Regions from separate parts of the Mus musculus genome. Here all the other regions are linked to region 3. A link is a contact called in public ChIA-PET, Hi-C, HiChIP or PLAC-seq and promoter capture Hi-C data. All regions are on one chromosome and are shown on one strand. Each heading gives the region's core, a stretch centred on a gene start, on an enhancer-like site or on the middle of the called end of the contact. The rest is flanking DNA. Distances are from core to core; before and after follow the strand shown. Region 1 overlaps Pbx4 (pre B cell leukemia homeobox 4). Region 2 holds the start of Atp13a1 (ATPase type 13A1). Region 3 holds the start of Slc25a42 (solute carrier family 25, member 42). Region 4 holds the start of Pbx4 (pre B cell leukemia homeobox 4). Region 5 holds the start of Gmip (Gem-interacting protein). Region 6 holds the start of Zfp963 (zinc finger protein 963). Region 7 holds the start of Zfp866 (zinc finger protein 866).

Evidence for each region. Promoter capture Hi-C pulls out the DNA fragments that hold promoters and counts their contacts. Hi-C and Micro-C count contacts between places; a contact is called where the count stands out from the background. ChIA-PET counts read pairs in DNA pulled down with a chosen protein or histone mark. HiChIP or PLAC-seq counts read pairs in DNA pulled down with a chosen protein or histone mark. Capture Hi-C pulls out chosen DNA fragments and counts their contacts.
Region 1: a contact with region 3 is called in a Hi-C map of bone marrow-derived macrophages, with 20 read pairs. The contact joins the enhancer-like site here to the promoter of Slc25a42 in region 3. A contact is called at or near these places in 2 of 39 promoter capture datasets (cranial neural crest and second pharyngeal arch cranial neural crest), 1 of 15 datasets of contacts at CTCF or cohesin (pro-B cells), 4 of 484 Hi-C or Micro-C datasets (bone marrow-derived macrophages, brown adipocytes and embryonic stem cells), 3 of 115 datasets of contacts at active chromatin or transcription factors (bone marrow-derived macrophages, embryonic stem cells and large pre-B cells) and 3 of 9 other capture datasets (adipose tissue, liver and macrophages).
Region 2: an RNA polymerase II ChIA-PET map of memory CD8 T cells shows a contact between it and region 3, with 82 read pairs. The contact joins the promoter of Atp13a1 here to the promoter of Slc25a42 in region 3. A contact is called at or near these places in 16 of 39 promoter capture datasets (the 3T3-L1 cell line, 3T3-L1-derived adipocytes, the C10 cell line and 11 more), 2 of 484 Hi-C or Micro-C datasets (Sertoli cells and pre-B cells), 5 of 115 datasets of contacts at active chromatin or transcription factors (acute myeloid leukemia, double positive thymocytes, memory CD8 T cells and 2 more) and 4 of 9 other capture datasets (adipose tissue, liver, macrophages and 1 more).
Region 4: an H3K4me3 HiChIP or PLAC-seq map of bone marrow-derived macrophages shows a contact between it and region 3, with 2.4 times the contacts expected there. The contact joins the promoter of Pbx4 here to the promoter of Slc25a42 in region 3. A contact is called at or near these places in 12 of 39 promoter capture datasets (the 3T3-L1 cell line, the SN4741 cell line, cranial neural crest and 7 more), 4 of 484 Hi-C or Micro-C datasets (CD4 T cells, embryonic stem cells, natural killer cells and 1 more), 8 of 115 datasets of contacts at active chromatin or transcription factors (bone marrow-derived macrophages, embryonic stem cells, large pre-B cells and 3 more) and 3 of 9 other capture datasets (adipose tissue, liver and pancreatic islet).
Region 5: a contact with region 3 is called in a promoter capture Hi-C map of liver. The contact joins the promoter of Gmip here to the promoter of Slc25a42 in region 3. A contact is called at or near these places in 10 of 39 promoter capture datasets (the 3T3-L1 cell line, the SN4741 cell line, embryonic stem cells and 5 more), 2 of 484 Hi-C or Micro-C datasets (Sertoli cells and embryonic stem cells), 4 of 115 datasets of contacts at active chromatin or transcription factors (bone marrow-derived macrophages, embryonic stem cells and microglia) and 3 of 9 other capture datasets (adipose tissue, liver and pancreatic islet).
Region 6: a contact with region 3 is called in a promoter capture Hi-C map of neutrophils, with 2.9 times the contacts expected there. The contact joins the promoter of Zfp963 here to the promoter of Slc25a42 in region 3. A contact is called at or near these places in 4 of 39 promoter capture datasets (cranial neural crest, neutrophils, pre-B cells and 1 more), 2 of 484 Hi-C or Micro-C datasets (embryonic stem cells and pre-B cells), 1 of 115 datasets of contacts at active chromatin or transcription factors (memory CD8 T cells) and 1 of 9 other capture datasets (adipose tissue).
Region 7: a promoter capture Hi-C map of the HPC-7 cell line shows a contact between it and region 3. The contact joins the promoter of Zfp866 here to the promoter of Slc25a42 in region 3. A contact is called at or near these places in 3 of 39 promoter capture datasets (the C10 cell line, the HPC-7 cell line and pre-B cells) and 1 of 115 datasets of contacts at active chromatin or transcription factors (embryonic stem cells).

What each region holds. Positions count from the first base shown.
Region 1 is chr8:69,866,545-69,869,244 of GRCm38.p6, forward strand. Pbx4 (pre B cell leukemia homeobox 4) reads left to right here. Exons shown (of 8, transcript NM_001024954.2): 5 at 1-59. Among named protein-coding and RNA genes, the nearest start is that of Gm33746, 16 kb to the right of the region's middle. Within about 2 kb of position 1,412, at least 40 of the 459 cell types and tissues checked have an H3K27ac peak or open chromatin away from gene starts, as enhancers often do. A contact at or near this core is called in bone marrow-derived macrophages, brown adipocytes and liver, where this site is marked.
Region 2 is chr8:69,789,728-69,792,427 of GRCm38.p6, forward strand. It overlaps Atp13a1 (ATPase type 13A1), which reads left to right and starts at 1,436. Exons shown (of 26, transcript NM_133224.2): 1 at 1,436-1,914. The coding sequence starts at 1,528.
Region 3 is chr8:70,210,999-70,213,698 of GRCm38.p6, forward strand. It overlaps Slc25a42 (solute carrier family 25, member 42), which reads right to left and starts at 1,283. Exons shown (of 8, transcript NM_001007570.2): 1 at 1,230-1,283.
Region 4 is chr8:69,831,361-69,834,060 of GRCm38.p6, forward strand. Pbx4 (pre B cell leukemia homeobox 4) reads left to right here and starts at 1,264. Exons shown (of 8, transcript NM_001024954.2): 1 at 1,264-1,491. The coding sequence starts at 1,349.
Region 5 is chr8:69,807,368-69,810,067 of GRCm38.p6, forward strand. Gmip (Gem-interacting protein) reads left to right here and starts at 1,320. Exons shown (of 21, transcript NM_198101.1): 1 at 1,320-1,453; 2 at 2,407-2,491. The coding sequence starts at 1,435. It overlaps Atp13a1 (ATPase type 13A1), which reads left to right. Exons shown (of 26, transcript NM_133224.2): 26 at 52-382. The coding sequence ends at 162.
Region 6 is chr8:69,748,657-69,751,356 of GRCm38.p6, forward strand. Zfp963 (zinc finger protein 963) reads right to left here and starts at 1,306. Exons shown (of 4, transcript NM_001200023.1): 1 at 1,176-1,306. The coding sequence starts at 1,178.
Region 7 is chr8:69,773,491-69,776,190 of GRCm38.p6, forward strand. It overlaps Zfp866 (zinc finger protein 866), which reads right to left and starts at 1,421. Exons shown (of 4, transcript NM_177899.3): 1 at 1,300-1,421. The coding sequence starts at 1,302.

The DNA.
Region 1 (2,700 bases), core at 162-2,661, 340 kb before region 3:
ACCCCAGTGAAGAGACCAAAGAAGAGCTGGCCAGGAAGGGTGGCATCACAGTGTCCCAGGTGAGCCCTTCTGCCCCGGGGATGGGGTGGGGGTGGGGCCTCAGACTCCTGGAGGAGTTACTTAATAATGTATGAAGGAGACTCCTGGGAAAGTTACTTAATGTATGGGGAGGACTCCTAGGAAAGTTTGTTAATATGGGAGGAGGGAAGACTCCTGGGAAAGTTATTGCTGTGTGGGGAGGACCCATGGGGAAGTTCCTTACTGTGTGGGGAGGACCCGTGGGGAAGTTCCTTACTGTGTGGGGAGGACCCGTGGGGAAGTTCCTTACTGAGTGGGGAGGACCCGTGGGGAAGTTCCTTACTGTGTGGGAGGACCCATGGGGAAGTTCCTTACTGTGTGGGGAGGACCCGTGGGGAAGTTCCTTACTGTGTGGGAGGTCCCATGGGGAAGTTCCTTACTGTGTGGGGAGGACCCGTGGGGAAGTTCCTTACTATGTGGGAGGACCCGTGGGGAAGTTCCTTACTGTGTGGGAGGACCCATTGGGAAGTTCCTTACTGTGTGGGAGGACCCATTGGGAAGTTCCTTACTGTGTGGGGAGGACCTGTGGGGAAGTTCCTTACTGTGTGGGAGGACCCATGGGGAAGTTCCTTACTGTGTGGGGAGGACCTGTGGGGAAGTTCCTTACTGTGTGGGAGGACCCATGGGGAAGTTCCTTACTGTGTGGGAGGACCCATGGGGAAGTTCCTTACTATGTGGGAGGACCCATGGGGAAGTTCCTTACTGTGTGGGAGGACCCATGGGGAAATTCCTTACTGTGTGGGAGGACCCCATTGGGAAGTTCCTTACTATGTGGGAGGACCCATTGGGAAGTTCCTTACTGTGTGGGGAGGACCTGTGGGGAAGTTCCTTACTGTGTGGGAGGACCCATGGGGAAGTTCCTTACTGTGTGGGGAGGACCCGTGGGGAAGTTCCTTACTGTGTGGCCCTGGTCAGGTGCCTCAGCCTGGCTCTGCTCCAATCCCGGCTCTGCGCTGTGAATTAGAATTTTGGTGGGGACTCTGCTCCCTCTCCTAGAAGAGGAGTGCGAGAGTGTCATGGCACCTCAAGGTGCTGGTGTGAGCTCTAGGAGACTGGCAGCTCAGGCTCCTGGGACCCGTGTGGTTGCAGCAGGACAGATATGTAGTATGAGCTCTGCTGGGTGAGTGAGAAACCTGACCCTGTTTGGCAACAATCACCTTTGCCTTTCTTGGAATTGGAGGCAAAGGAGAGAGTGACTAGAGGCCATAGTGCTAAGAGAACATTCCTGAAGTTTCAGAGTGAGTGGCGGGAAGGCAGGGCCAGCACTGGAGCCAGGAGTGCAAGCCCCACAGGCTGCAGCATGGGGTCACTCAGCCACAGCTCCTCTGACATTAGTCACTGCAGCCCTGTCACATGCCATGTTCCTCCTTGCTTCACAGTTGGAAAGGGTGAGTGTCCTGCCCTTAGGCACTGCCCTCAGCCCAGGCTGTTCTAGTTATGTCTCCGTGACAGAGCCCAGGGTCCTATTCCTCAGGGAGCAGTCGGACGTCCTCACAAGGCCAGAGCTGAGGGCAGGGTCTGCACCTCTGGTCAGAGTGTAAGCCTGGGAGCTTGGGCACTATGGACAGTGTGAACAACAGGCAGATCACCCCACCCTTCTGCCCCTGGCACCATGTTGCTGGTGCCAGGTCCTCCAGGGAACAGAGTAAGCAAGGTTCAAAGGCCCTGCTACATCCAGGGCCACTCCTATTGGGTGACCTGGGCCCTGTGCTAGAAGCTTCACTCCACTTTGTCACATCCCCTAGTCGGTGACAGGATCTACTAAAGTGGCCTGCCATATTAGTTAAGAGAGGTTTTGAATTTGGGGTACAGAGGAGTAGGCCATGAGGTGCACCTCAGCAGAAGTCAAGAGAAAGGAAACACCATTAGGGCACCTCAGGCTGAGGAAACCCCAAGGGCAGCTGAGCCAAGGGTGAGGTAGGGTCTCTCTGTGGAGATGAGTTTCCTGCCGGCCACTGAACCCTCTCAGCAGTGCTCAAATCCACACTGAAACTCTGATCTTTGTCTAGAGCCATGAAGAGTTGAGTAGCCTGTGTCCAAGCTATAGAGGAAGGTCACTTGAACCCAGGAATCCAGTCCATCTGGGTAACACAGTTAGATCCTTATGTCAAAAAGAAAATACAGGACTGGGCCTGGTAGAGCATCCCTTCAGTCCCAGCCATCAGGAGATGACAGGCATCTCTGTGAGTTCAAGGCTAACCTGGTTTACACAGAGAGTTCCAGGACAGCCAGGGCTATACAGAGAAACTCTGGGGGGGGGGGAGAGGAGGGGGAGGAGGAGGAGGAAAGTAGTAGTAGTGGTCATTGTCATAGACATCGTCATAGACGTAGTCATGGTACTATAGTGGAGTTAGAGAGCTGGCTCAGAAGTTAAGAGTACCGACTGCGCTGGGCATGGTGGCGAACGCCTTTAATCCCAGCACTCAGGAGGTAGAGGAGGCAGAGGCAGAGGCAGAGGCAGAGGCAGAGGCAGAGAGAGAGGCAGAGAGGCAGAGAGGCAGAGAGGCAGAGGCAGAGGAGGCAGAGGCAGGCGGATTTCTGAGTTCCAGGCCAGCCTGGTCTACAAAGTGAGTTCCAGGACAGCCAGGGCTACACAGAGAAACCCTGTCTCAAAAAAAAAAA
Region 2 (2,700 bases), core at 186-2,685, 420 kb before region 3:
AAACTTGGCTGGCAAGGATGACTGAGAGGTCATTTGGGGGTGAAGGCACACCCCCAAATGGTGATCACTCCAAACTGCAAACCTAGAGTTCTCCGCCGTACTTGCAATGAACTTGCCTGCCTAATAACCTCGGGGAGAAGTGAGCCTGCTGCACCTGCTAAGGTTTCAGGAATTTCTTCAGCCTCTGAATTATTTCCTGAGTCTTAACGGACCTCTCTGTAGAGAGCAGGCTCAGAGGGCAAGAGCATTTGCTGCCAAGCCCAAGGACTGGAGACTAATCCCCTGGGGTGGGATAGAGTGAAGAGAAGCGAGGAGACAAGGCCTGCCTTTAGAACTTCCTTAGTCCTCTTATCAAACTTTCCTCCAGTCATTTCAACTGAGAGAAAATCACTATGCAACAGCAGGCTGCAGTCAGGGGGCTGTGTGAGTTTTTCTATTTGTTTGTTTTTACAAAGAATGAAACCCAGGATTTCAAGAATGCTGGGCAAGCACTCTAACACTGAACTAGCCAACACTTTTATTTTTTTTTTTAAGTCTGGAAAAAGTCTCCTTAAGTTCTCAGATGACCTTGAAGTTGTCATCTTCCTACTTCAGCTTTGCTTATACATGAGATGCCCTGCACTACCAAGCAAAATAACATTGAAAAAGAATAAAAATGATCTATATTGGATCTGGGTAGGGTGGCCAGCACTCGCGAGTCAAAGGCAGCGGCCACTATCAGCACTGGCTGCTCTTCCAGAGGATCTGTATTTAATTCCCAGAACTCACACTCACAACTAACTGTAACTCCAAATCCAGGATTCAGACACATTCTTTTTTTTTTTTTTTTACCCGCTCCCACCTCAGACGAATTCTTAGGGCCCCGTAGGAACTGCACAGCGCGCGCGCGCACACACACACACACACACACACAGAGACAGATACATACTTATATATTTTTAAATCTTCAAAACCTTCTTATGGCTGTGTTTAAATAACAGTACTTGTACAGAATAGTTGCATAAAGCATCATAGTATATTTCATAAGTACCTAATTTTCCATTTATGTTAATGTGACCTTGTGTACTTATTACCGTATGGCTTGCATGGAAAAGGCACCCTCAACCCTACCTTGCGAAAGCTCCGCCTCCTCCCAAACCCGCCCTCAAAAGGTCCCAAGTCCTAAAGTTTGTATCTTAGGGTAAGCTTTTCTCCTCCCCAAACGGAGGCTCTTTCCTAGATAGATGCCGGAAAAGTTGCTGAGAAGGGACGGGCTCTTCCGTTTCAGGGTCTCTTGCTGATGTCAATCCCGCCCTGCCCGTCTACATCTTTTGCGTTCTTAGTTCGCCACGGCCGACCTTAGCAAGCTGATTTGGACCTTTGGTACCTTCTTTGTCATGGCGGCGCCCTGAACAGACACTTGTGTTAACCCACCTAACGGTTTACCTAGGCGCTTCCTATTCCAAGGTGGCGCTCAGACCTTACCGGAAGTAATAGACCGGAAGTGGGGCGGTGCCTCTGCCGGAAGCCAGCGCAGCGCTGGGAAAGATGGCGGTGGTGGGCAACGCGGTTCCTTGCGGAGCCCGGCCTGGCGGGGCCCGGGACAACGGGTCTCCTCAGCCTGGGTCGCGATTGCGGCCGGGCCTAGCTGCCGGGCCAGCACTCATAGCGAACGGCGACGAACTGGTGGCCGCCGTGTGGCCGTACCGGCGGCTGGCGCTTCTGCGGCGCCTCACCGTGCTGCCGTTTGCCGGGCTGCTGTACCCAGCCTGGCTGGGCGCCGCCGCCAGCGGTTGCTGGGGATGGGGCAGCAGCTGGACCCAGATACCCGAGGCCGCGCTGCTGGCGCTCGCCACCATCTGCCTCGCGCACGCACTCACTGTCCTGTCGGGGCATTGGTCTGTGCACGCGCACTGCGCGCTCACCTGCACCCCGGTAAGTGCGCGCGCGCGCCCGACCCCGACCCGGACCGGGACCCAGGCACAATGGGGCCTAGCGGGGGTACCGGGCTGCCGCGGGCTTGCGAGTCTCCAATCTTAACAGCTCGATTCTCCAGCGGCGCCCCCTGTCCTATGGCTCAGGCCTACTTCTGACCCCGCTGTGACTCGCCATGCAGTTGTGGCTGGTTATTTTGATTCACAAGAAACACCTGGAACACACTTAGAGCAGGATCCATATGCTACTGTTAGTGTGAATTGTTCTCTTAGCTCCCATATGGTGTATTGTTCTTGGAACGGTTCCGCCTTGCTTCTCCGTCATCTCCTACCTTGGTTTTGGTTTTCTTTTCTTACTCTTTTTTTTTTTTTCCTGTAAGATAGGATCTCACTATGCAGCCTTGGGTCGTCTAGGACTCACTGAGAACCGCCTAGCTCTGCCTCCAGAGTTCTCGGGTTAAAAGCCTGTGTCACTATTTCTGGCTTCTACTCTTGTGTTGGTCTTTCTTTCTTTTTTTTTTTTTTAAGTGTTAGATTAGACCTGTGGGGTAATACCCCCAAATGTATGAAGCCAAGTCCTATGGCCCAGTGTTCAGCTTCTGTCTGTCCCTTGCTAGACCCAAAAGAGAGTGTAATTCATTCTGGTGCTGAAGATGGCCAGGAACTACTTGTAAGTGACTTAAAATAGCGTAGAGTCTCAAGTTATCGGTAAGGTATGGTTAAGATGAGGGCTTGTCAGAATGGTGCAGTGATTCTAAATTCAGAACTCTAAACATAGTGTCACTAC
Region 3 (2,700 bases), core at 33-2,532:
ACAGGGCCTCTGAGTAGCCCAGGCTGGACATGAACTCCAGATCCCCCTGCTGAGATGATAAGTGTGTACCCCCACACCTGGTTTCTCTGGTGCTAGGAATGGAACCCCCAACTTCAAACAAGCACTCTACCAACTCCACTCCCGTCTATGCACTGTTTGCTCATTAGTTTTCTTTCCTTTCTTTTTGTGAAACAAGGTCTTAAACAGACCAGGCTACTCAAATTCACTGTGTGTAGCCAAGGTAACCTTGAACTTCTGATCCTACCTCTACCTGTTCAGTGCACAGATGACTCATAACATCATGCTGTGTCAAGAAGTGATTTTATATGCATATACATATACATATTGTGGTGTGTGTGTGTGTGTGTGTGTGTGTGTGTGTATTTACGTGTGTGCCACAGAGCCCATGTAGAGATCAGAGGACAACTTTTGGCAGTTCCCAAAAACTCAGTTTGCTGAGCCATCTCACCTGACCTCAAGCACTCTTTATAAAAGTTCAAGGACAACCTGGGTTACAGTGCAAGACTTTGACTCCAAAACTAATCAATAAATAAATACAATAAAATGAAATGCTAGAAATAAATTTAAAAGCCCTGTTAAAGCAATAACAGACCAGGTGGTACCCCACACTTTTAATCCTGGCACTTGGGAGGCAGGGGCAGGGAGATCTCTGTGAGTTCCAGACCAGCTGGCTCTACACAGTGAAACACGGTTTCCAAAACCAAGCCACCACTCGCACTACACGGGGGACGAAAATAAAAAATTTAAAACCACAAGTTAGGTGGACTTTGCTTTGGGAGTGAAGCGATGGTTGCGCGACAGGGACGGGGAGAGGCACGCAGGTGCACGTGTGTAGCAGCCGCGTCCGGGTGGCACCCGAAGCTTGCACCCGAAGCGTCCACCCGGGTTCCAAAGGAAGGACACGCAGCGGGCTGAGGAAGATCAGGTCTGCGAGGCACGCATGTTGGGTGCGTAAGCGGCCACCTTGGCCTCACAGGGGTTGTCACTCTCAGGGCAGCTCGGTGTGAAATTAGGGTTCGGCCTGGCCGTGGGGACCCCGAGGACGCGCGAAACACAGGGTGTGTGAGGGGATCTGTCACCTCTCCACGCTCGCGACACTGCTGTCACAACGAAACGGCCCCATGCCGCGCTTCCTCCCAGCCCGGGCCGCGAGAACCCCGCCACCCCGCGTCGCCCCTTGGCGCCTGCACTCCTTGGGTCGCGCTCACCTGCCCGGACGCGTCGCCGCTGCTGCCGCTACTGCCTCAGCCGCCTCAGCCGCTGCAGCCCCGCCTCGCGCGGGCCCTAAGCTCGAGGCCGGGAGGGGCCCAGGCCCTGCCGCCATTGGTCACGCCCTGTCCAATCAGCGCTGGAGACGGCAAGAATTGGTAAGCATGGCACAGACGGGCATCCTTTTTAACCAATCGCTAAAGGAAGGGGCGAGGCTACATGGAGGGGCGGCCCTGGTTCTTCTGAGCGTTCTACACCGGGTACAAGGCGGAGAGGCCTGGTGGGGGGCGTTCAAGAATTGGAACCCGCAGAAAATGGGCAGAGCTTCCGGCCAATTGCCAAGGGGTATAGGCGGAGCTAAGAGGAAAGGCGGCTCTTGGTTTCTGAGAATTCGGGGCACAAGGAGACAGAAGCGAGGATTGGATTCTGCAGAAAACAAGCAACGCTTTGGGCCAATAACTGAAGGGAGGGGGCGGGGCCTGGAAACAGCCCTCTTAGCCAATCGCTGAAGAGCAAGGTCAGCGCTCTGAGTAAGCTGGCGCGCTGGGCAAGGGCGAAGCTCGAGGATCGGAGGGTGTAGCCCGGAGGGCAACGATGATTGACTGCGACACTAAAGATGTACAGGTCCTGGGACCAATCGCAGAAGCTGTAGGCGGTGCATCTTCCAGGGGTGGGCGCGCTAGGTACAGACCATAACTATCTTGTCTGCCCTGGATGATCTAGTATGTTCCGCGCAGACTCCTCAGGTTCCCATGGCGCTCAGAAGCTTTACTCTTTCCTGAATTTAGACTTTGACAGTTGAAACACTCTTGGTTAATTCTCAGCCCGTCCCTCCTTTACTGTTCCCCTGCCGATGATACAAAGGGCAGAAACTCAGATCACTCAGCCTTCCTCTGCTACTTGAGTTCATGTGCAAAACATGGGAAGCAAAAGTGCAATCCTGCTGACGTGATCTGACTTTCAGAAAGTGACGTCTCTGGGTCCAAGCTTTATCCTTTACGAGATCTTATGACATCCCTGTGTTTGTGGTAACTGGTGAATTAACCAAACAATAAATACAACCACATGTCAAAGGGAACACAGAGAGGTCAAGCTCTTTGACCAAGGTTACAGAGCACTTTAGCTGTTCAATTTGTATATTGAAGCTCTGAACCCCCTCAGAAAGGGTAGTAAGACAGTGGGGAACGGAGTGACCTGAGTTACTCAGTCTGCTCAAGCCTTGGACAGAGCAATCCTTAGGTTCAATCTTGCCTCCCTGACCCCTTTGTGGAAACAGAAGGAGCCAGCAAGATGGCTCAATGGGTAAATGTTAATCCTACAGATTCAAGGAGAAAGACCACCGACCCAAATCATGGCCAAGAAAATTAAAGCAAGCAATTAATTAAAGCAAGCTTGTGTACATGGGATGTCTCTTCCTAAAAACCAGACATCAATCAACATTGAAAGTGGGGAAAATACATTTGTTTTATT
Region 4 (2,700 bases), core at 14-2,513, 380 kb before region 3:
AGCAGTCGGGTGCTCTTACCCACTGAGCCATCTCACCAGCCCAGAAGAATTCTGAGGAGTCATAGAGTGGAGGACCCTGAGGGCTGCTGGGAGAACCCCAGGGCGGGGGGTGGGAGGGACTGTGAAAAGGACCAGAAATTTTGCGGAGCCTGGGACTCAGGTGTGAGAGGCCTTGAGGAAGAGGCAGGACTGGGGAGTGGGAATTCTGAGGAGCTGTGGGGAGCTATGAGGAGGAAGACCCACAGTTCTGAGGAAGTAGCCAGGGCAGTGAGGAGAGGGGAAGGCACTCTCAGTTACCAGTGAATTTGATATCAGTTTGAACTATATGAGGCACTGACTCAAGACGCTGAAAATTTAGGGTACAGATATAGTTAGGTTGGTAGGGTTTTGTCTGGTATGCTTGCTGCCCTGAATTCCATCCTCTTCACCACACAAACAGGGCCCTGTGGCACACAGCACTCATCCCAGCACTTAGGAGTTAGAGGTAGAAGAAAGTTCGAGATCATGCTCCAATCATAGCAAACTCGGGCAACCTTCATTACATAACAAACTTGAGGACAGCATGGGCAATAAGAGACTCTGTCTCAAGTTATTTTTGAAACAAGGTCTCTCTGTATAGCCCTGGCTGTCTGGAAACTATGTAGCCTAGGCTAGCCTAGAGCTCACAGAGATCCATCTCCCTGGTGTTGGGATTAAAGGCATGTGTCGCCTTGCCCACCCACAAATTTTTGAAATTTTTGAAAAATATGAAGATGGGGAGCAAACAGTGAGGATGCAAGCCTCTGAGGAAGTAAACTCAGATGTGAATGACTGTAAAGAACCCGGGCCCTGTGAAGAAGTGATAACCTAAACAGATCCAGGACTAAAGAGAAGGCAGAGGCACTGGAGTAAGCAAGGGACGAGGGCCTATGATGGGGAAGGTAGCCATAAAGTGCACCAGACTTAAGCAAATGCAGGCGGTAGTCGTTACCATGGCAACCCCAACCATGGGGTTCCTTTCTTACTGGCAGTTGAGAAAGGAAGTTTCTAGCTAGTCGCTGAGGAGGGGGAACAGTGCATGGTGCTGATTGGTGACGGCGCCCACAGGGGGCGTGTCCTGAGGGGTGGGAGGATCAGAAGAGAATTCCTGTTTCCTAGACAACCCTCAACCCTCAGCAGCCGTTGAGAAGCTGTTTGGGGCGCATCGCGAAGGAGAGGGTGATGCACGGCGAAGATAGATGAAAAGGGCGTTTTATTGGCTAGTGGACTTGAAGGAGGCGTGGTCCCTGGGTCTGCGGCGGTTGGCTGCTGCGCAAGCGCGAGAGCCCGGCGGGACCTGTCCCTCTGCGCTCGCTCGGGACTGTAGCCCATGGCCGCCCCTCTGCGTCCCGTGCCGCCACAGCCCGCCCCGCGCCGCCTGCCGACCACAGCTCCACTAGGCCATGACACGAGCGACGTCCTGCAGCAGATCATGGCCATCACCGACCAGAGCCTGGACGAGGCTCAGGCCAGGTGCGGCTCCCGGGCAGGAAGGGAAGGGGCGGAGGCGGGATGAGGATGGGACAGGTGCAGCTGAGCTTGGAGTGATGGACAGGCGGAGTGATCTTGGGCCAGAGGGAATGAAGGATACAAGAATTTGTCCTGGACTAAAGGGTGACTTCGTGAGGAAAGAGGGTATCAGAGTTATGGAGGTAAAAGCCCGGCCCTGGGAACAGGAGACATTGGAAGGGTTAAGTGATCTATTATTGGCGGACGCGTAGGGTTGGGGTAGGGCAAAGACCGCAAGTTTGCAAGTCACACAGTGGAAGAGAAGCTACTGAAGAGCCTGTACTAGAATGATCTGATACAGGATCCGTTGAGAACTTTCAGGAACGGATATGGGGAGCTGGGTGGACATAGAGGGCACCCGTCTTTTTATAGTTTTTATTTTCTCTTTGTGTGTATGTGTGTGTGCTCCCGACATGTGAGTAGAGATCTCCAGTTCTTTGGGAGTGTAGCGAGTACACTAAACCACTAAGCTCTCTCTCCAGTGTACCCACCCCCAACCTGGCAGGAGCTTTTATCACCAGGCTTGCTTCAAACTCATCATTTTTTTTAAAGAGTCAGTTATTTTATGTATATGAGTACACTGTAGCTGTCTTCAGACACACCAGAAGAGGGCATCAGATCCCATTACAGATGACTGTGAGCCACCAAGTGGTTGCTGGGAATTGAACTCAGGATCTCTGGAAGAGCAGTCAGTGCTCTTAACCACTGAGCCCTCTCTCCATCCCTCAAACTTATTAAAAGATAACCTTGGAAGGATCTTTGAGTTCGAGGCCAGCCTAGTCTGCAAAGCGAGTTCCAGGACAGCCAGGGCTACACAGAGAAACCCTGGCTAGAACCATCCAGAGACTCAAACAAACAAACAAACAAACAAAAGATAACCTTGAACTCCTGATCATGCAGTCTTTACCTTCAGAGTGCTGGGGTGAGAGTCATCCGCCACCCACTAACCACATCCCAAGGATTCCTTTTCTTTATATTTATTTGTCTGTTTGTTTGGGAGAGGACCTCATGTTTCCCAGGCTAGCCTGAAACTCTCCATACAACACATACAGTCCAGGATGATCTCCTGCCTCAGCCTCCCTGAGTGCATGTACCAGCACACCCAGCTCGTGTGATGCTCAGGCTGAACACAGGGCTTTGTGCATGCTAGGCCAGCACTCAGGGACCCATTTT
Region 5 (2,700 bases), core at 70-2,569, 400 kb before region 3:
CCTGGCCCAGCTCAGCCACAGACCCAGCTCAGCCTGCTTCCTTCTTGACAGTTCAAGCTGGTCATCGGCCAGGTCCTGGCCCTGGACTTCTGCCTGGCACTCCTGGCTGACCGTGTCCTACAGTTCTTTTTGGGGACTCCGAAGCTGAGAGTGCCTTCCTGAGAAGATGGTGCTGGTATCCACTGCCTACCCTGGCTGCCACTGAACAGGAAAACCGCCGCTGCCCCAGGAGGGAGCACTGCTCCCATCTCCACAGTGAGGCAGCCCTGCCTTGCTCTTGGAAGACTGAGTTGGGACCCTTGTGGGCATCCGCTGGCCGGGCTAGTAGAAGAGTCCTGGCTAGCACCTTTGGTAAATAAATCGGCGTCTGCAATTTTATAAAGCTTGCTGCCACTTATATCTGTGCCACACAGGGCCCCCTGGGAATTGGAGGGGCCAGGTGGTCACTCAAGGGCCTAGGATTACCACAGGCCCAGAGGAGAGAGACACCCTCTGCGGGCGTTCCTGGACCTAGGACCTCAGGTTTTCTAGTGTCGTGCACATCCTCTCTCTTGTCAGGCGCACTGTCACTGGCCACCGTGGATAGCCTCCTTACATGCATGGAGGTCACAGTGCAAGGTGTTTGTGGCCTTGCCTGCCCTAAAACCACTGACTGCTTTGAAAGGGAGCCGACCACCTCAGGAGCCTCACCCACTTAGACAGTGGTTTGCACTTTTACTTGAAGATTTATTCTCTCTTCATGCTGAACCAGAAAAGAAGACATCAGATCTCATTATAGATGGTTGTGAGTCACCATGTGGTTGTTAGGGATTGAACTCAGGACCTCTGGAAAAACAGACAGTGCTCTTAACTGCTGAGCCATCTCTCCAGCCCTGGTGTGCATCATTAATCTCAGCAGGCAGAGGCAGGGGATCTCTGAGTTGGAGGCTAATCAGTCCCACACACCAAATAAACCAAGCCAGGCCACATAGTGAGACACTTGTCTCCAAAACAACAAAACAAACAAAATAAGCCTGCCCTGGAGATTTGGGGTTTATTGCAGTCCTTCATTGCAGTTCTTCACAGGAGTGCCCTGGATCTAAAAGCCTAGGCGGGGAGTTAAATCTAGTCGCTGGGTGTGGAATGTTCTGGGGCAGACATCCCCGGCTTGCTGGAAGAGTGCTACAGGGACTTAGGGTGCTACAGAAATCTACAGAAGGGACCCCTGGCTCGCTGGGGCTCCTCTACTGGGGTAAACTCTGGAAGCTAGTCAAATGCGATGGCGACTTCCGGGAGGGGCGTGGTCGTCTCGAGGCGTGGCATAGCTGGGGCGGGGCGACACCACTGGGTCGGCAGAGGCAGGAAATCGGGCTGGTCCCGGGCGGCGCGCAGCCCTGTCCCTTTCTCAGCATTGCCGCGCGTTCCCCACCCCACCCCCTGCCCCCGGGCATCGCCATGGACTCAGCGGAGACAGGTACGGGGTGGGGACCGAAGGGGGGGGGCCTCCCACCACCGCTCCTCAGTTCCTAAACCAGAAAACCCAACTTACCCCTGAGCTATCTGACAGCCGGGAAAGGAGTACTGACAGGGGAAGGAACGAGGGGATCCCCGAGCACCTTGGAGACCCCTGAAGCGCACAGTGCTCACGACGCCAGCCTTCAGCCCTCGGATTGCCCGCCAGAGCGGGCACCCCGGATGCCTGGGGGAAGGGGCCCAGGAAGGGGAAGTGGCCGCTTCTGCTTCTGATCGTAGGATGGATGGGGGCAGGGTGTCATGGCCAATATTCCTGCAGGTAGCCCCGAGGCATCAGGCTAGGGGGCGGCGGCAGAATTGTGGCTAGAACTGGGTTATGTTTCCGGCTGTCTTTGTGTATCGAGTGTCATTCAGTCCTGTCCCTCGTGGTTTCAGCGGTACTCGCGTGTGTTTATACCGCAGGCTAAGTGCCTGTGTGTCCCACGTGCTTTTCCATCTGTCTGGCCTGGGGTCCATGTGGCTCCATTGTCAAGCCAGCCCTCTACTCCAGCATTCATATGGCAGCTGCATCTGTTTCCTTCCTTTGCTTATGGGTCCTCCCATGCATGGTGTCCCTGTGGCTGTGAGCAAACGCTTCTCTGAGATTTTACCTGGATCCATCTGTGGAATCAGAAATGACCCCACCGAAGCGCTCTCTCTCTCTCTCTCTCTCTCTCTCTCTCTCTCTCTCTCTCTCTCTCTCTCTCTCTCTCTCTCTCTCTCTCTCTCTCTCTCTCTCTCTCTCTCTCTCTCTGTCCCCCTCCCTCCCCCCTCCTTCTCTCCCCTCTCCGCCCGCCCCCCTTCCCACCTCTGCTTGAGAGTGGTTGTTGAGGTACATTCGGATTGCTTTGCCACTACTAATGGGTGGAGAGAGACACTGGTTGGCTCATGTTTTCTTACACTTCCCTCCCCCAGAGCTAACCCCAGCTCCTGAGGGCAGGAAGAGATACAGTGACATCTTCCAGAGCCTGGACAACCTCGAGATATCATTGGGGAACGTGTGAGTCTGAGCCTGTGTCACCACATTGGGCAGAGCTCCCTAATTATTTGGGTATCATGCTGCCCCACATCCAGACACCCTGACTTCCAACCTCCTGAGCCTAAGACAGGAGCCCCCCCCTCCAAACAACTGGGCCCTCTGGTATTCTAGATACATAGGTATTTGGGGGTCTATCTTAAAGACAGATGATCCTGAGACACACACATGCA
Region 6 (2,700 bases), core at 56-2,555, 460 kb before region 3:
CACAGCTCAAAGGAGACACAAAGAGAAGCATATACTAAATTTCACAAAGATCCTTGGATGAAGATAAATTTCTTTTTCAAAAATGAATCAAGCCAGGCACGGTGGCACAGGTCTTTAATTCCAGCACTTGGGAGTCAGAGACGAGGGATCTCTGTGAACTCAAGGCCAGCCTGAGCTACATGGCAAATTCCCATACAGCCAGGAATACATAGAGCAGTCACTCTAAACCTTCCTAACGCTGCGGCCCTTTGATACATTTCCTCATGTTGAGGTGACTCCCAACCAAAAAATTATTTTTGTTGCTATGTTATAATTGTAATGTTGTAACTGAGCAGTATCTCAGTTCCTAAAGCCATTGGGAATTAGTGTTTTCTGATTGTCTTAACCGAAAGGTAAAGAACCACTGACACAGAGAGATCCAGTGTCCAGAAAAAAGAAAAAAAAAATCAAATAAGAATATGCACTGGCCTAGTAAATAGAAGACAACACCAAGATGTTGCTTTCCTCAATTTACACTATAAATTCAAAACACAATCCCAACAAGAATGCTAACATCTTGTGTAACAGCAGAAAGCCGTTCTAAGGTTTATATGTAAAGGGGGAAAAAAAACCCTCAACGTTCCAGACAATTCTAAATAAATAGTACACAAATAAAAGATTTTATCTTTACAAAGAAATTTAATGATCATAATAGTGTACGAATATTTGGAAACTAATTTATCTACAAAACAGTATAAAAAAAGAACCTCACAAAATAGTCAATGTTCTTTTAAAAGAGCAAATTAAACTCAGGAGAGTAATTGTCTTCACAAATACTATCCAACATAGGCATAAATAAGCAAAAACTTAAGAGTTTACAACTCCCACAAAAGTATTTCAAAGTGGACTCTCCACCAATATGTGAAGACAACTCAGGGGAACCGGCAGGACCTTGAGTTCAGCAAACAGCCTCAGGGTACAACACAAAAACCACTTCGTGGCCGTGACGTCACCGACACGGAGGGCGGGGCCTCCCCTGCGGCGCCCTGAGCTCTGCGCAGACGCGGCCGAAGGGCGGAGCGACACAGCCGCAGCGACCTAGTCGCCGCCAACCGCAGCGGGCCTAACGCCGCACAAGCGAAGAGCTACCGATAGCTGCCACTCCTCTCCACCTGGGACAGCGGCCCTGCGCTCACCATGTCGCGGCTTCCGAGCTGCCCGTGCTCCCCTCACAGCGGCGGCCACAGCGCAGCACACGCACCCACGGGGCCTCCCTGAGCCACGGAGTTCAGTCTACAACACGGCGGACAGAGAAAATCCGCCTCCCACTGCCCTACCTCGCTCTTGATTGAGTGGTGTAAGCTTGAAGGCCCTGATTGGCTAGGTCCGCCCAGCGACTGCTGATTGACAGCAGGAGCTGAAGTGATGACCAGGCAGTCTCTGCCCTGGACTGCCTGCCTTTTACTCCAGCATATGGTCAGGAGAATTTACATTGACGCAGAACTTGTTCTTGTTCTTGGAGAGCTGGGCCCTGCTGTCTCAGTGAACTCGGCAAGCACTTCCTAGTCTAACAGGGTACCAGATGGTTCTCGTAAGCAGTCCAGTTACCAACTCAGTGTCTAATACAATGGCCCCTGTGCCTCAGACCTAGGAGGCCAGTCAGACCACTCTGGTTCCAGTTGATACTGAGAGGTTGAGAGCACATGCTGCTCTTCAGAGGACCCAAGTTCAATTTCCAGAACCCACATCGGGTGACTCCAAACTGTCTGCAAATACGGCTGCTTAGAGAACCCAGGACCACCAGTCCAGGGATGGCCCCAGCCACAATGGGCTTTCCCCCCATTAATCTCTAATTTTTAAAAATGACCTCACAGGCTTGCTTACAGCCCAAGCTCATGGAGACATTTTCAATTGAGGCTCCCCACTCTGATGACTCAAGCTTGTGTCAAATTGACATAAAACTAGCCTGCACAAATAAACATACCCAATGCAAACAAACAGACAAAATTAGAGTTGATAAAAAAAAAAACAGGAGCTGGAGAGATCGCTCAGTGATTAAGGGCACTTGCCTGACATAGTTACATTTCTGTTGCTATGATAAAACTTCATGATTGAAGTGACTTATAAAACAGTTTAACCAGGCTTAGAGGTGCAGTGTGTAACAGTCCATGCTGGTATTGTTAAGGCTTGGCCACAGGCTGAGGACTCACACCTTAATCCACTGAGAATGGCACAAGTCTTTTAAAACCTCGAAGACCACCTCCACCACCAAGGCTGCACCCAATTCTTCCCAAACAGTTCCATCACTGGGGACCAAACACTGAAACATGGCCTATGGAAGCCATTCTCATTCAAACCACCTCCTTCCACTCCCTGGCCCCCATAGACCATACTATAATGCAAAATGCATTTGGTTCTCCGTCAAAAGTCCCCATAGACTTTCACAGTCTCAACATTATTTAAAGGTCCAAATATCTTCTAAGGCTCAAGACAATTCTCTCCTTGGCGGATGTCTCATGGCTCTAGGATCTCCACTGAAATCCAGGTTTGAATTCCAAAATGACTCACAATAGCTTCTCAGTACCTTCCATGCAGGGACTACACTGCCATACACTCTCCATAGTTACAGACTTGACTCTAAAGTCAGAACCACACAGACATCATGGCCAAATTCTGCTGCCTTCTTGGGATGGAGCCTGGCCCCACTGAATCACATTTGCA
Region 7 (2,700 bases), core at 171-2,670, 440 kb before region 3:
CCATCCACCTCATCTTTTTGACAGGGTCTCATGATGTAACCCTGGCTAACCTGGAACTCTGCAGCTATGTAAACCAGGCTAGCCTCAATCTGCCAACCTCTTCCTCCCAAGTGCTGGGTTAAAAGTAGACTGACCAACCAACCCAGCAAGAACTATAATTTTTAACAACAAAAAACAAAACAAAACAAAACCATGCAGGGCAGTGGGAGACAATGCCTTGAATCTTGGCACATGGAAGGCAGAGAGAAGCAGGTGTATGGCTATGATTTCAAGGCCAGCCTCTACAGAGTGAGTTTTAGGCCAAAGCAGACCTAACAAAAAACAAAATAAGCAAAAAAGACAACAACAAAACCCCAACCAAACAAAAAGCAAACACAAAATAGTGATACCCCATAAATATGGCGATAGGAAGCTTCAGAACTGAACGTCATGTTTCCTCAATCTGCACTAAGATTTAAATAATCACAATATAAATCCTAACAACTTATGAAAAATTAAGAAACTGATTCTCAAGTTTATGTGGAGAGTGGAAAAAAACGAAAATGGTCCACACAATTCCAAAGAAACAGCACACAGACTTAAAGTGTATATATATAGTTATAGATATTATATATACACATGTTATATACACACACATATATATATGGGGTGTGTGTGTGTGTGTACCTTTTTTTGACAAAGTAGCAAAGGAAACTCAACAAAGGGCAGAATAGCAAAAGGTTATTAGCAGAACCGATGTCTATAGACAAGAAATTAAATAGAGTTTCACAATGTTGGGGCTGGAGAGATGGTTTAATGGTTGGGAAAACCGGCTGCTCTTCCAGAGGACCTGAGTTCAATTCCTAGTACCAACATGGCAGCTCAACAACAGTTCCAGAGGATCTGACATCCTCACAAAGACATACATACATTTTGGCAAAATACCAATGCACAAAAAATAATAATTTTTTTAAAGTTTAAAATTCACAGTATTAACTCAAGTTGATTGCTTTGACCTAAATGTTACATGAAAATTCAGAACTTCTAGAAAGTAGCAGAAACTAGATGACCTATTGTTTTACAACCTTCTGATGAGATACCCAAAGCAGGACTGTATAAAACGCCTGCCCCAGACAGAGCACCGACTCTTTCCTGCGCGAGGCGGAGCCTCCGCAGGGAGGCTCCGCGCTCTGCGCAGGCGCGGACCACGGCGAAGAGGACACAGGGCCCAGCGCCACACAGCACTGAATGCCGCTGCCGCCCCGCCCCAGCCTCGGGGAGGATCCACCACAGCGGGCAGGGACAGCGGCCCTTGCTCACCATGGCGCGGCTTCCGAACTCGCCCGCGCTCTCCTCACTGGTCCCGGCAGCAGCGCTCACAGCACAACACACCGCACCTCCCTGTGCCGCAGAGCCGAGCCACAATATGGCGGCCGTGAAGAACCCGCCTCTTGCCGCTCTCCAGTAGTCCTGATTAGACGGCACGGTTCTAGAACCTGATTGGCTACCAAAGCCTGAGTGACACTAGCTTCCAAAGCCGAAGTGTGGGATTCAAATGACAGCCATAGCCCCGCCCTCCTTGCTTCTAAGCAGAACTAGCTTCTCCCTGGTAAAGCAGTACTCCATCACCAAGTCGTCACTGTGCACACCGAGTGCTCATTGCAGCAATCCTGCTGCCTCACAATTAGAAAGGTGCTCAGGTCAGTTTTAATTAGAAGGTCAAATTATAACTGGACATGATGTTCTCCAGGCATCAGGAATTTGAGTAAGGAACATCTATGGTTTATACATCTGTCCCAGGTTGCACATTAACACAAGTATTCATTTCCTCTATTTTCATAGCATGTGTGTTCTTCCAGTTAAGATCTCTATCCAGCCGGGCAGTGCAGGCAGTGGTGGCACACACCTTTAATTCCAGCACTTGGGAGGCAGAGGCAGGCAGATTCCTGAGTTCGAGGCCAGAGTGGTCTACAGAGTGAGGACAGCCAAGGCTACACCAGAAACCCTGTCTTGAAAAAACCAAAACAAACAAACAAACAAAAACCAAAAACCTCTCTATCCTTCCATCTCACCCCCGTTTCTCCTCTCCAGGCCTCTACAGACATTCTAATTTAAACAAAAGCAAAAAGAAAAAGAAAAAGAAAATTGAAGACGTGGGTCAAGGAAATGACTTAGTAGGTTAAGCATGAACATAGTAGAAGAAGACCAACTCAGGAAAGTTGTCCTCTGGCCTCCACAAGTGTGTTCTTCACACACACATAAATATACACAGACACACACACACGTACATAGCCACTAAATCATCAGAACATTTTATTATTTAATTTTTGGTTTTTTGAGTTAGAGTTTCTCTGTGTAGCCCTAGCTATCCTGGTGTTTTTGTTTTTGTTTTTTGTTTTTTTGTTTTTTTCCAAGACAGGGTTTCTCTGTATAGCCCTGGCTATCCTAGAACTCACTCTGTAGACCAGGCTAATCTCAAACACAGAGGTCTACCTGCCTATGCTTCACGGGTGCTGGGAAAAAGGCGTTCACCCATTTTTACTAAAGAAGAAGTGGGGGAGTACTGGCAGTAGAAACAATAAGAAGGAAAAACCCAGCAAAGCTAATGGAGTCAATGAACAGATCAGTGAGTGGTGTTCAGTCGTGTAATGATTAGTCTTGATTGTCAAAGTGATAGGAGCAACCCTCCAGCATGTATGTAAGGGTGTTTCTAAATAGGGT